Regions from separate parts of the Triticum aestivum genome. Here region 1 is linked to region 2. Evidence: chromatin contacts called from public Hi-C data. All regions are on one chromosome and are shown on one strand. Each heading gives the region's core, a stretch centred on a gene start, on an enhancer-like site or on the middle of the called end of the contact. The rest is flanking DNA. Distances are from core to core; before and after follow the strand shown.

Region 1 (5,605 bases), core at 2,359-4,858, 180 kb before region 2:
TCTCTCCAGTCTCCAGCCAAAGAAGCCTTCCCGATCTGAACTCCGGCCACCACCTGCAGCGCGAGGGAGCTCCGGCCGCCTCCCTGCACCGTCATCCTCGCCATCGCTGCCCCGCTGCAGACGGCAGCGTCATCCCGTTCCCGCCGGGACGCAGCCGGTGCCCTCCTCCGCTTCGGGGGCCCGGGAACGTCGCCGGCCTCCCCTCCACGACGGAGAGAGACTCGTCAGGCCGCGGAAGGCTGAAGGGGGCCTCGCGGTGGAGCGGGAGCGGACGCCGGCCGGCCGGCTGCTACGGGTAAGGCCAGTGGTACTGAAGCTTTTTCTGTGCCCGCATCGCCAGCTCAGTCGGTTTCCCACCGTCCACTGTCTCTATACTGAGATTTACATAGAGACTAAGCTTAGATCTACTGATTTAGACAAAAGAAAATCACATTCAACTTAGGTAGATCTTAGTAAAGAACAACTCTATTCTGCCATTTTTCTTCAGATCCGAGTGAATATTCAACAGAGGTTGGCTCGTAGGCACATGCCAGAGACTAAATTTACCCACCTATCCCCTCATTCCAAATTTAGTATATCGTCAAGCTAGCTACCAAATCATGAGCTGGTCAGCAAGATGCAATGCCGCATGTCGGAAATTAGAGGCACGAAGCAGGCCGTCACGTCTGTGCAAGCATGAAGCGCGCCACGCATACGATTTCCATGCTACATACCACCCCTCACTCTCCACAGCTCATCGAACTGCTCAATCAATTGCAATTCCATTGATTTTTTTTTCCTTCGTATTATATCAAGCATCAGCTCCATCATAGCACTACAGCCTACATTTGTTTTTCAGAACAGCACTACAACACCAGCCATACCTACTTGGCAGTCAAGTGACATGGAGGCCGAAAACAGCGAGGTGGCTGCTCTGGTCGAGAAGATCACCGGCCTCCACGCCGCCATCTCCAAGCTCCCGTCGCTAAGCCCGTCCCCCGAAGTCGACGCGCTCTTCACTGAGCTGGTCGCGGCGTGCGTCCCGTCGAGCCCGGTGGACGTGACCAAGCTCGGCCCGGAGGCACAGGAGATGCGGCAGGACCTCATCCGCCTCTGCTCGGCCGCCGAGGGGCTGCTCGAGGCGCACTACTCCGACATGCTCACCGCCTTGGACAACCCGCTCGACCACCTCGGCCGCTTCCCTTACTTTGACAACTACATCAACCTGAGCAAGCTCGAGCACGATCTTCTGTCCGGTCACGTGGCAGCCCCGGCCCACGTGGCGTTCATCGGGTCGGGACCGCTGCCGTTCAGCTCCCTCTTCCTCGCGACGTACCACCTGCCGGACACCCGGTTCGACAACTACGACCGGTGCAGCGTGGCCAATGGCCGGGCGAGGAAGCTGGTCGGCGCGGCGGACGAGGGCGTGCGCGCGCGCATGGCGTTCCACACGGCCGAAGTCGCGGACCTCACGGCTGAGCTCGGCGCGTATGATGTGGTCTTCCTGGCGGCGCTCGTGGGAATGACGTCCGAGGAGAAGGCCGACGCCATCGCGCACTTGGGGAAGCACATGGCAGATGGGGCGGTGCTCGTCGCGCGAAGCGCCCACGGGGCGCGAGCGTTCCTGTATCCTGTAGTGGAGCTGGACGATATCGGGCGTGGCGGGTTCCAAGTGCTGGCCGTGCACCACCCTGCAGGCGATGAGGTGTTCAACTCATTCATTGTTGCACGGAAGGTGAAGATATCACAGGAAATGAGTGCTTAAACTAAGAAAAAAGAGGAGCCTGGCTGCCTGTGCAAATTGTGTCTCACATTGATAATAACTGGATGATACCCCGCACATTGATGCGGATACTGGTTGCAATATGTTTCAACGATGTTTGATTGTAACATGAGTATTTGGCTTAATAATATCAGTATCAAAACTGAAAATACAAATGATTTATTGTATTTGATTATTGTATAGTTTTGTAAAATATTTATTGGACACAAGTAGCATAGAAGAATGGAAAATCTTTTCACATGCATGTTTGCATGTTGAGAGAAATAGATTAGTGGGGATCTCCTATTCAACTATTTAGGATTTACTGCTCCAACCTCGTTCATTATATGAGATTGACATGTTATAAGGAGTTTGAAAACCAGTTTAACACCAGGGCTGGATGATTTTTCTGTTGCTTTTTTTAAGAAACGTTGGGGGTTAGTTAAGCATCAGATTGAAGAGATGTTGGTTGGGAGTAGCTGTTTTACTAAAGTTGGGGTTAGTTAAGCATCAGATTAAAGAGATGTTGGTTGGTGATGTATGTTGGGAGCATTAGTAGTTGTTTCTACTAAAGTTAACTATGGAGTTTTGAGCATGATCCATTATATCAAGGGGCTATTAACATTCACATTAGGCACCCTCTGTTTCTAAGTGCAAGACGTTTTGGCAGTTTAGAAACAGAGGTGGTAGAATTTAGAAGGCCCCTGGTCTCTAACAACTTGAGGGGGGACACTTGTGTATGTTGTCACCCTGAAGATTTCCCAGCTTATGTACCTAAGCTTTTGCTTTGTTTCTTTGCAGGTGATTTGTCGCGGTTTTGTGATCTTTTTGGAATATTTTGCAAAAATGAAGAGCAGAATCTGAGCTGAAAGAAGCATGCCCGGCAGCACGCAGAGGATGGATGGGCACACGTTTGCTTCCCCTCGAGCCGCGTGGAGTCTCATGTGGCTCCCGTGTCTCGAGCACGGCCGTGATGATCAAGACAGCGAGCGTCGCTGCTCTCTCTTGTCGCGGCCGAATTCGAGTAGGAAGCGATCCCTGCAGGTGATTCCTCGGACGAAGGCAAGCAAGACGGGTCTGTGTTTCTCTACGGGCTGGGCTGGTCCGGGCGAATCTCCTGCCAATCAATCATGCATGCCGTGTCAGTGCGTTTTGCTTTGTCTCAGTTGCTTGTGTCAGCCCATCAATGTTTGAGCAAGAAACTGAAGTAGCCATCCTTGGACTGGAGCGTTTGAAACTTTGAATATGACTATGTACTCAACTCTCAAGCTGTTTATTTGCAGGTGACTTGTTGTGGGCGGTTCCGTGCTCTTCTGAAGGTGGAAAACACATATGTCAGGAAAGATTGTCCGGTGAGAAGGAACGCCGGAACGGCCGGCAGAATCCGAGTCAGAGGGAAGGGAAGCATGTTGCACGGCACGACAAAGGATAGGTTGATCGACGGCTGCTTCATCTCAAGCCGCGCAAATCCCTTCTAGCACGGTCGAGATGATGGGAGTTATAGGAGTCGGGGTAGCAGTATGTAGCTATTTGTTTCCTTAGTACTGATGATGAAATGCTGTCAAGCAGCTATCTTAGTTTTTGTGTTTGTATACTTGTACCGATCAATGCAACCAGTCCATGACATGTGTGTAAAACATGGGAGCACTTTCCCAAGTACTACAATAAAAGGTGACCTGGTCCTTCTGGAAGTGTATATTATTATTATTATTATTGTTATTATTTGGAGAAAATTGTACTGTACATGTATAGGCAGTCAGTTCAACTGTTGTTTTTTTTGAGGCAGTCAGTTCAACTGACCTGGTCGAATGGGCCCTGGTTCCGTTTTTGGCATGGCAACATCCAGGAAACTCGGCCCGGCCCAACCCAAAGTCGCCACCATTATCCTCGTCAACCGATCCAATTTCCATCCCCGTCCCAGCTCTCCACGACGGCCGACGACAAATATGGATGTCGCCGTCGCCGCCGCCCTGGTTCCCACCCGGACCCCAACCCTCCGTCTCCCCGCCTCCCGCCCCTCCTCCGTGAGGCCCCTCACCCCGACCGCCGGCCGTCCAGCTCGGCTCCTCTCGCTAGCCCGCCGCGCGCCTGTCGCCGCCGCCGCCCTCGGTAACTCTCTGGCCGACCCTTGTCTTTTACCCCTTTCTGTTCCTTGCGCTGCCCGCCTTCCATGAACTCGCTCGCTCGTGCCATTGGATAGCAATCCGCTTCCAGCTCCGCTCCAGTTACACTGTTGAGCTGCTGTGCCCACCTCTGAAATTCATTCCTGTCAGTTCCAAATTACAAGTGTTATAGCTATCACTATGACTATTTTTATCCCATTGAAATCAACTAGTTTATACTAGTTTGGTTCCGAGGTCGCGCATTATTGCTTGTCTCATATAAAGCGCCGATGGACATCAGCTAGTAGCTACTTCACCTGACCTGTATGTGGCAATTTATGGCCTTCAGTCATGGTGGAATGAGCGATTTATCAAAGGGTAGCAGATTTCAGTACCTGGTAAATTAAGCTATCTAGCTACTATGTGCTGAAAGTTATATATATGACCGATGGAGGCTCTAGGTTCACCCTCTTGATCTCCAGATGTCGAGTTCTTTCCACAACGATGCGTGCAACTAAGCTACCTTTTACATTTTCTTCTTTGTTGCTGCTAGGGGTATCGCAAGATACAGGGGTCACAATGCCCGGTGCCGACATTGTTACCCAGAACGATCTACTCATCGTCGGCCCAGGTGTGCTTGGGCGACTGGTAGCCGAGAAGTGGCTAAAGGTATGAATACCCGTGCCTAAAGAACCACTTTCTGACATCAACCTGTTTGACATAATCATGTCTTGGCTAATTAAGTACTCAACCTCGCCTTCTATAGGAACACCCAGGCTGCAAAGTTTTTGGCCAGACCGCAAGCACAGACCATCACAGCGAGCTAACCGATATTGGCATCATTCCCTCCTTGAAGGGATCCACTATCTCTCAAAAGGCTCCATATGTTATTTTCTGCGCTCCTCCATCTCGTTCTGATGATTACCCTGGCGATTTGAGGTAAGCAAGTGTGATTGTAATGATGGCTCCATGCAGTAGATTTGGTACCAATCTCCAGTTTGTGGTCACTGCCTGATGGCTGGGCAGTTTGGGCTGAGATCCCACATCCATGTGGAAACTGAATCCTTTGAAGTATGGAAGTTTAATTGCTGATATGAACCTTAGGGCACATGAACCATAGTGAACATTGGTTAAGATGAACACATTGACATAATGACATTAATGTTTGATGTATGTATGTATGGTCTTTGATGGTGGCATCAAATGTGAGTGAATCAAGCTGGTAGACAATCTGAGATGATGGCTGGTCAGATATTATGGAGATGGTCACTGTAGAAGTGCAATTTAATCTGTAGTAATGGATGTGTCAGATTTAATATTGGCAATGTCAGTATCATAGTGCTGTACGGAGTAGCCGAGGGAAATGTGTGGTGTAACATGCTTGATCCAGGACTTTCTGGTCTTTTGGTATTTGTAAATAAATTAGGTGATCTTATCTTGATTCTAATACAGCTACGTGTGTACATACTGCTATGGGACTTCATATTGTAATTTTTTTAGTTAAGTACTGTATTTTAGATGTGCACTGTGCTTGGAACAACTAACTCCACCAGGGCTAAGATTTTATGATTTACCAAAAACTGTTCGATGGACTAGTGGACAGTTTTTCTGTAAGGATCTGTTATTACTAGTATTATATGCAGATGGGTGCCACCAACCTTTTTTCTGATGTCAACACACCCCTGTGCATCATCAATTTGGTTAGTAGGATTTTTTCCATTGTTAATGAATTACACTAGCTTTGTAGGAAAAATGCAAAGTT
Region 2 (5,836 bases), core at 535-3,034:
AAAAAAGCAACAAGATCGGACATATTAAAGGCTCTAATGATGACGACCTGATAAGTGCAGTATCAGGGCTAAACTAGAGTTAGCCACAATCGGCATAATATACGTAAAGCCCATTCTTATTACAATTCAGAAGGCAGGACAATATTTACCAACAACCATCATTATTGAGAATTAAGATATGACAGACAAGACATGTGATCACCTGAGCACGAGATGAATAGTTATGGAATCCACAGCTGCAGAGCCAGTCACCACTACGCCAGTCCTTTGGAACACCTTGAAACTGATTTGTGCTGTTGCCGGCGAACGGCCAAGCAGACGATTGCATACCATATCTACCAGCCATCCCATAGGGCCAGTTTGCGTTTGCGAGTAGCTGCTGCTGCATAGCTGGATTGCCAAAGTTCATCTTATACCCAGCATTGGCAATCTCCTGTACCCTGGCCATATAATCTGCATAGGCTGGCATCATTCCTCCCATTGATAACTGCGGCATCGCTGCTTCCTCCTTGGGCAGGTTGCACTTCTTGCAGTTCTTTCTGGATGCATAATTATTGTTACTGCAACCTATTCATTCATCCATTTGCCGCATAAACCAACCACCACCACCACCACCACCACACCAGGCAGCACGACAACGCACATCCGAAGTACACGCACACCAAGGCAACCAGCCATCCCGCACAACACCCAAAAAAAGAAATAAGCACACACACACTAGTCATTTACTCAGTAAAGCTGCTGGTACTTCTCTAATATCATCTACAAGCATACTCCCTCCGTCCGGAAAAGCTTGTCCCTCAAATGGATGTATCTACCACCAAGTTAGTGCTAGATACATCCATTTGAGGGACAAGCTTGGGACAAGTTTTTTCGGACGGAGGGAGTACATATACAATGAGTAAAATAAACATCAACAGCAATTAAGATTTTCCAGAACAAAAGGTAAGAAATTACTAGCACGGATCCCACATCCCACACATGTTATTTGGCACAAGCAAAAATCGCTTAAATAGCGTGTATTCACTTTTGAGTACCAACTCATTACCCAAGCCTCCAGACCCCAGAATTATATCACAACCATATACTGCAATTACTATGATCATAGGCTCTAACAAGGCCAAATACACCTAAACAGGATTAAGATAATCAAACAAAACATAAATGCTATAACCATTAAGCGGTTAAACCTCCGATGCAATGTGCCGAGAGAGATCACAAGCTTAAATTAACAGGGCCCCCGAGAGCCATCGGTGCCCATCTCGTATCACACCCTAGCCCATGATACAACACATCTCGAGCCTACGCCACCTCCAGGCTAGCTCTACCAGCCTGATAGGTTTCCCTCTCCACTTGATTTCAGCTCTACATAAGCCTAGATGGGGAACAGCAGAAACTAGAGGCGAGGTGTGGGGTGTTGGGGGCCGTACCGTTGCAGATCCAGTCGCCGGCGCGGGGGAGCCACTTGGAGTCGCGCGGGGTGTTGGGGTCGACGAGGAGGCGCGGCTGCTTGCAGCGGTTGCAGAGGGAGCGGAAGGCGTAGTTGCGGTTGCCGCAGCCGCCGCAGTCCCAGTCGCCCTCCCTCCCCCCGCCGCCGCCCGAGCCGCCCGACGAGGATCCCGCGCCGGCCATCGCTCCGCTCGCGCTCGCGCTCCCGTGCTCGCGCCGGCGGTGGGGATAGGTGGGGTGGGGTGGTGGCGGAGGTGACGGGGGATTTGATTCGGGAGTGGGGAGGAGATTTGGGGGTGGCAGCAGAGCACGGAAGGGATCCGGGGAGATGGCAAAGGTATATTCTTTCTCCCTACTCTTTGCCCCTGTCCCTCTCCGGCCTCGCCCGTGTGAATTTCCCTTTTCCTTCAGTCAAATCTGTAAAAAAAAATTACCCCAAACTTTTTGTTTTTTTTTTTAAGTTTAGAGAGCAGGATTTTGTACAGGTTGCTCGGGTCAAGGTTTCAAATTCAAATTCCTTATCTTTTCGTAATTTCAAGTATTAGCATTATTTTGTCTCTGGGACCGGCTGTCGGGTTGACAATCTATTTTCTCCCTTTTTCTTGTGTAGAGGCTTCAAAAGGACTCCCTCTGCGCACTTCCAAGATAATATTAATTTACAGAGGGAGTAAATCGCAAGATAATATTTTTCGCCGACTTCTTTTGCCGGCACAACCCAACATGTCCGACGATTGAACAAGCGCCGGTGCCGGACATGTTTGGTTGCCCTACGCATTTTGCCACACTTTTTATGCCACAAGTTTTGTGGTGGCAAAATTGGTCGTGGCAAAAGTTGGTTAGCAACAGAGTCTATAGCAAGCGGCGTATGTGACTAAGAAAGTGTGGCATGCTATGACTGTGGATACAACCAAACACTTTTCCGCACTTTGATAGAAAAGTGTGACAAGGCATGGATGCCAACCAAACATGTCCTTGGTTACACTCCAACAAACTTTCCGATAATGGCCTGATGCCACCACTTACTAAAACTTATTTGCAGATTCTTTGATAATTATAAGTATTTCTTTGTTTAAATCCTGAATCGGGAGGCTTTGTCGAATATAGTACAAAAACTAAATTGATAAGTTGGACTGTCATCATCTAATAATCCACCGTAATGCCAACTCTGCCACTCCGTTGTGTCATAATATGGATATTAATTGCAGTCTGATCTTGGATGAGCTCCCACAGTTGCAATGAACTTCTTTATTGGCTAGTTGGACTGTCAGAGTCATCACAGGATAATAACAGAATTTGCGACCGCTCAATCTGTTAACAGTTTTGAGTTCCAGTGCCAAGCTTCAAAATCTTTCTTTCTATTTTGAAAGAAAAAATTTGAACAATTGGAGGATCTGATGGCATCAATAAACTAGCAACCTACAAAAAAACTTAAAAGAAAGGGCGGAAAAAAAGAAGGAACGGTTTTAAAATCCCCTGCATTCACCATTTCTGGCCGGCGAACAAATGATCTCAAAGCCATGCAGCAGCTTGTCTCATACAGTAGCAGCGGCGGGGGCGGTAGCTCCTTCAGTTTGCAAGCTATTGTAGTAGTCAACAAGAACCTTCCACCCACCAGGGCACATGAAACCATCAGGAGGGTTCTCTCCAGTTTTGGCGAAAGTGCGCATCTGATTAATTTGTAGGGTCAGTTGTTAGCAGCAGACACTAGTCTCCAGTTTGCTAGCATGGACCATTGGTCTGCTGACAAATAAATGTGATAGAAACGCTTACCTTGGTTCCTGAGATGAACAGAAAATCTTGACTGCGTGAAGGTTCAAAGAAAGCCATCTTCTTGGCCACCGTATCATATGCTGCTACCTGGATCACATCAAAATGTATGTAACTATAACAGGAAGTGGCAAGAGATACGAATGAGTAACACACCCAAGAGATGATGAAATGCTGAACAAGTCTACAGGGCATAACACATTCAAAAGTGGGAACAATTGCTGAATTATCCAACAAAAGAAAAACCGGATGACTTTGACAATAAACATGGAAGGAGTATTATGTGCATCAAATACCTTGAAGGGCAATATGTTGAGTTTCTCCAGACCGGGGGCCATGCTTAGGACCTTCTTCCCATGGTCTGGGTTGTACAGATCTCTCTTCTCTGTCGGATGGCCCATCCCAGCTGGATCACGACCCACTATGTAGAAATTAGCACCGGCGTTAATTCGTGCCTTTGCATGCCACTGCACTTCTGCTGGACCAGCATAATGCATTGGGGAGGGAAATATAGACACGATAGTGGTCTCGGGGTCAAGGACTCCATCTTCTAAGACCTGTCATGCAGTAGGACTTAAGGTTTGCATTTTGCATTATCCCAACTGGTAAATAATCTGTGTAAACAAAATTATTACCTTGCTGTGTTGTTCCATTCTAACAGGCAGCGGGACATCATCAGCTTTTGTAAAACCACCCAAGGGGTGTAGCAGTAGAATGGGATTCTTGAAACCCATTTCCAAGAGACGCCTTCTAGTGTCATTCATCAACAGTGCATGCCCATTGTGGACTGGGTTTCTCAACTGGAATGCAAATACAGCATCAGCCCCACGCTTGTCGAATTCGTCCCTAAGTTGCTGGGGTGAAAGCCTGTAATGGTCAAGGCCATCGTTATACTTAATGGGTTGCAACACCTCCAGATCACCACCAATCAGCCAGTTTCCAGCTGGTGTTATCGCCTCATCGACATAAGGTAAGCCAGGCGCAGTTGTCCCCCATGTTCTTGCAATCCTTTCTTCTTTATTGTGAGGGTATATTTCGACACTGATAAAATGATAATGGACATATCAGTGAAAACCTCGTTAGAATTGGACAAAAAAGTAATACCACAAAGGACAAATTTCACTAGTCATTTAAGTGCTGTCACAACGTTAGTTAAGTTTCATCTAGCATATGATCATATATATGATTGGTTGCTACTACCGTACCAGTTAAAGCCACTTAAGAAGGGAACTGTTCTAAAGTGAATCATGACAGAAAATAAAACAGAGGGTAAAAATGACATGAATTTGTAAACAAAATCTTGACGCATCAAAAATCTCATCATGATTACTACTTCATGGTCCACAAGTAAATCCAAACAAAAAGCTTCTTATACATGTGAGGGATCAGCACATAAATGAGTTTTTGACCTTTTGTACAATCAGATTTATTATGAAGTTTTGTGGTTAGATAGCCCAAAATATGTATGTGTTGAAGACTTGAAGTTAATCAAAAAGGTTATGATGGTGTGCTTGGGCATTTTCATTGCTAGCATGTCACAGACAGAAATGTCCTCACTTGAGGAGGATCAAAGCAGGAAGTGATTTAACTTCACTTAAAATTTACCCCGAATTAAAGCTATGCTGAGCTTAATTCAACCAAACCATGTAGAGGTCATTTGTACAAGGGTTCGAGAAGCGGTGCCAACTGCCCAGGTCCCCGGCCAGTGACAGATTTTTGCCCAAAATTCAGAACTGTCAATTTTTTGTTGTTTTGGTACAATTTTTGAAGTACTCAACCAGATATGCTGGTAGAGTTAAAAGTTGTAGGAAATTCCAGACAAATTGGTGAAAATTTGAATTCAAGAAAAACGACCGGTAACTGGTCAATCATCAGATACCGGTGAGGGAGTGGTAAATTTCTCCAAATTATATTTTAGACCTGATTTTTGTATAAATATAACTACAATGGTAATTCAGAGCTACTGCAAAGAAATGACTACTTGGGATTCAGATATGCTTAGATTGTCTGGAACAGACATAGTTCAAATACAGTTCAATGGGGTGACTTAAGAGTGCTGATATGATGCTTTAGTACCCAAGAGAAGAGCAAAAAAATGCCACAAGGAGAACATCACATGTGTCAATTTCTACTTTTGAAGTCGGCGCACACCAAAAAGAAAAAACATTGCTCCAATAACCACCTAATAATGAATAAGCACAGATACCTTCAACTTCAAAATGAACAGTTATTCCCTTTCCACTTTATAAAAAAGAAGAAGAATTGGCCTACAGTGGATAAAGAAATGCTGTAGCAATTAATGACTGGTCGCATTGGCACATGGGGCTGCTAAAATCAAGTTGTTAATTAAGCACGAGGTCAAGTACAAAGTCACAAGGCAATCCTTATGCAATCACTATGAGAGTGACATGAAAGGGACATCACTGTCAAGGATGGCAGCATCTTTTTGTTCAAACATTCTCATCCATTGAGCTTTTGCTAAGGTGCTATGGTCCCCCAAACCTGCTAAAATGTGGACTAGAATGAACAGGCAGCAAAGCTAAGATGCTTCACTAAATTTTTCGGCAATGATAAGATGCTAAATTCTCCCACAATGGAAGGACAAGAGTGTTTTCGGGTG

Evidence for each region. Hi-C and Micro-C count contacts between places; a contact is called where the count stands out from the background.
Region 1: a contact with region 2 is called in a Hi-C map of leaf, with 4 times the contacts expected there. The contact joins the promoter of LOC123051092 here to the promoter of LOC123051086 in region 2. A contact is called at or near these places in 2 of 5 Hi-C or Micro-C datasets (both in leaf).

The regions. Positions count from the first base shown.
Region 1 is chr2D:13,090,477-13,096,081 of IWGSC CS RefSeq v2.1, reverse strand. LOC123051092 reads left to right here and starts at 3,608. Exons shown (of 9, transcript XM_044473861.1): 1 at 3,608-3,850; 2 at 4,397-4,512; 3 at 4,610-4,782. The coding sequence starts at 3,688. It overlaps LOC123051093 (nicotianamine synthase-like 5 protein), which reads left to right. Exons shown (of 2, transcript XM_044473866.1): 1 at 1-295; 2 at 844-2,072. The coding sequence starts at 884. The coding sequence ends at 1,744.
Region 2 is chr2D:12,909,529-12,915,364 of IWGSC CS RefSeq v2.1, reverse strand. It overlaps LOC123051086 (nuclear pore complex protein Nup153), which reads right to left and starts at 1,784. Exons shown (of 7, transcript XM_044473851.1): 1 at 1,431-1,784; 2 at 203-567. The coding sequence starts at 1,632. LOC123051085 (ATP sulfurylase 2) reads right to left here. Exons shown (of 5, transcript XM_044473850.1): 2 at 3,852-4,257; 3 at 3,513-3,773; 4 at 3,220-3,306; 5 at 2,498-3,116. The coding sequence ends at 2,982.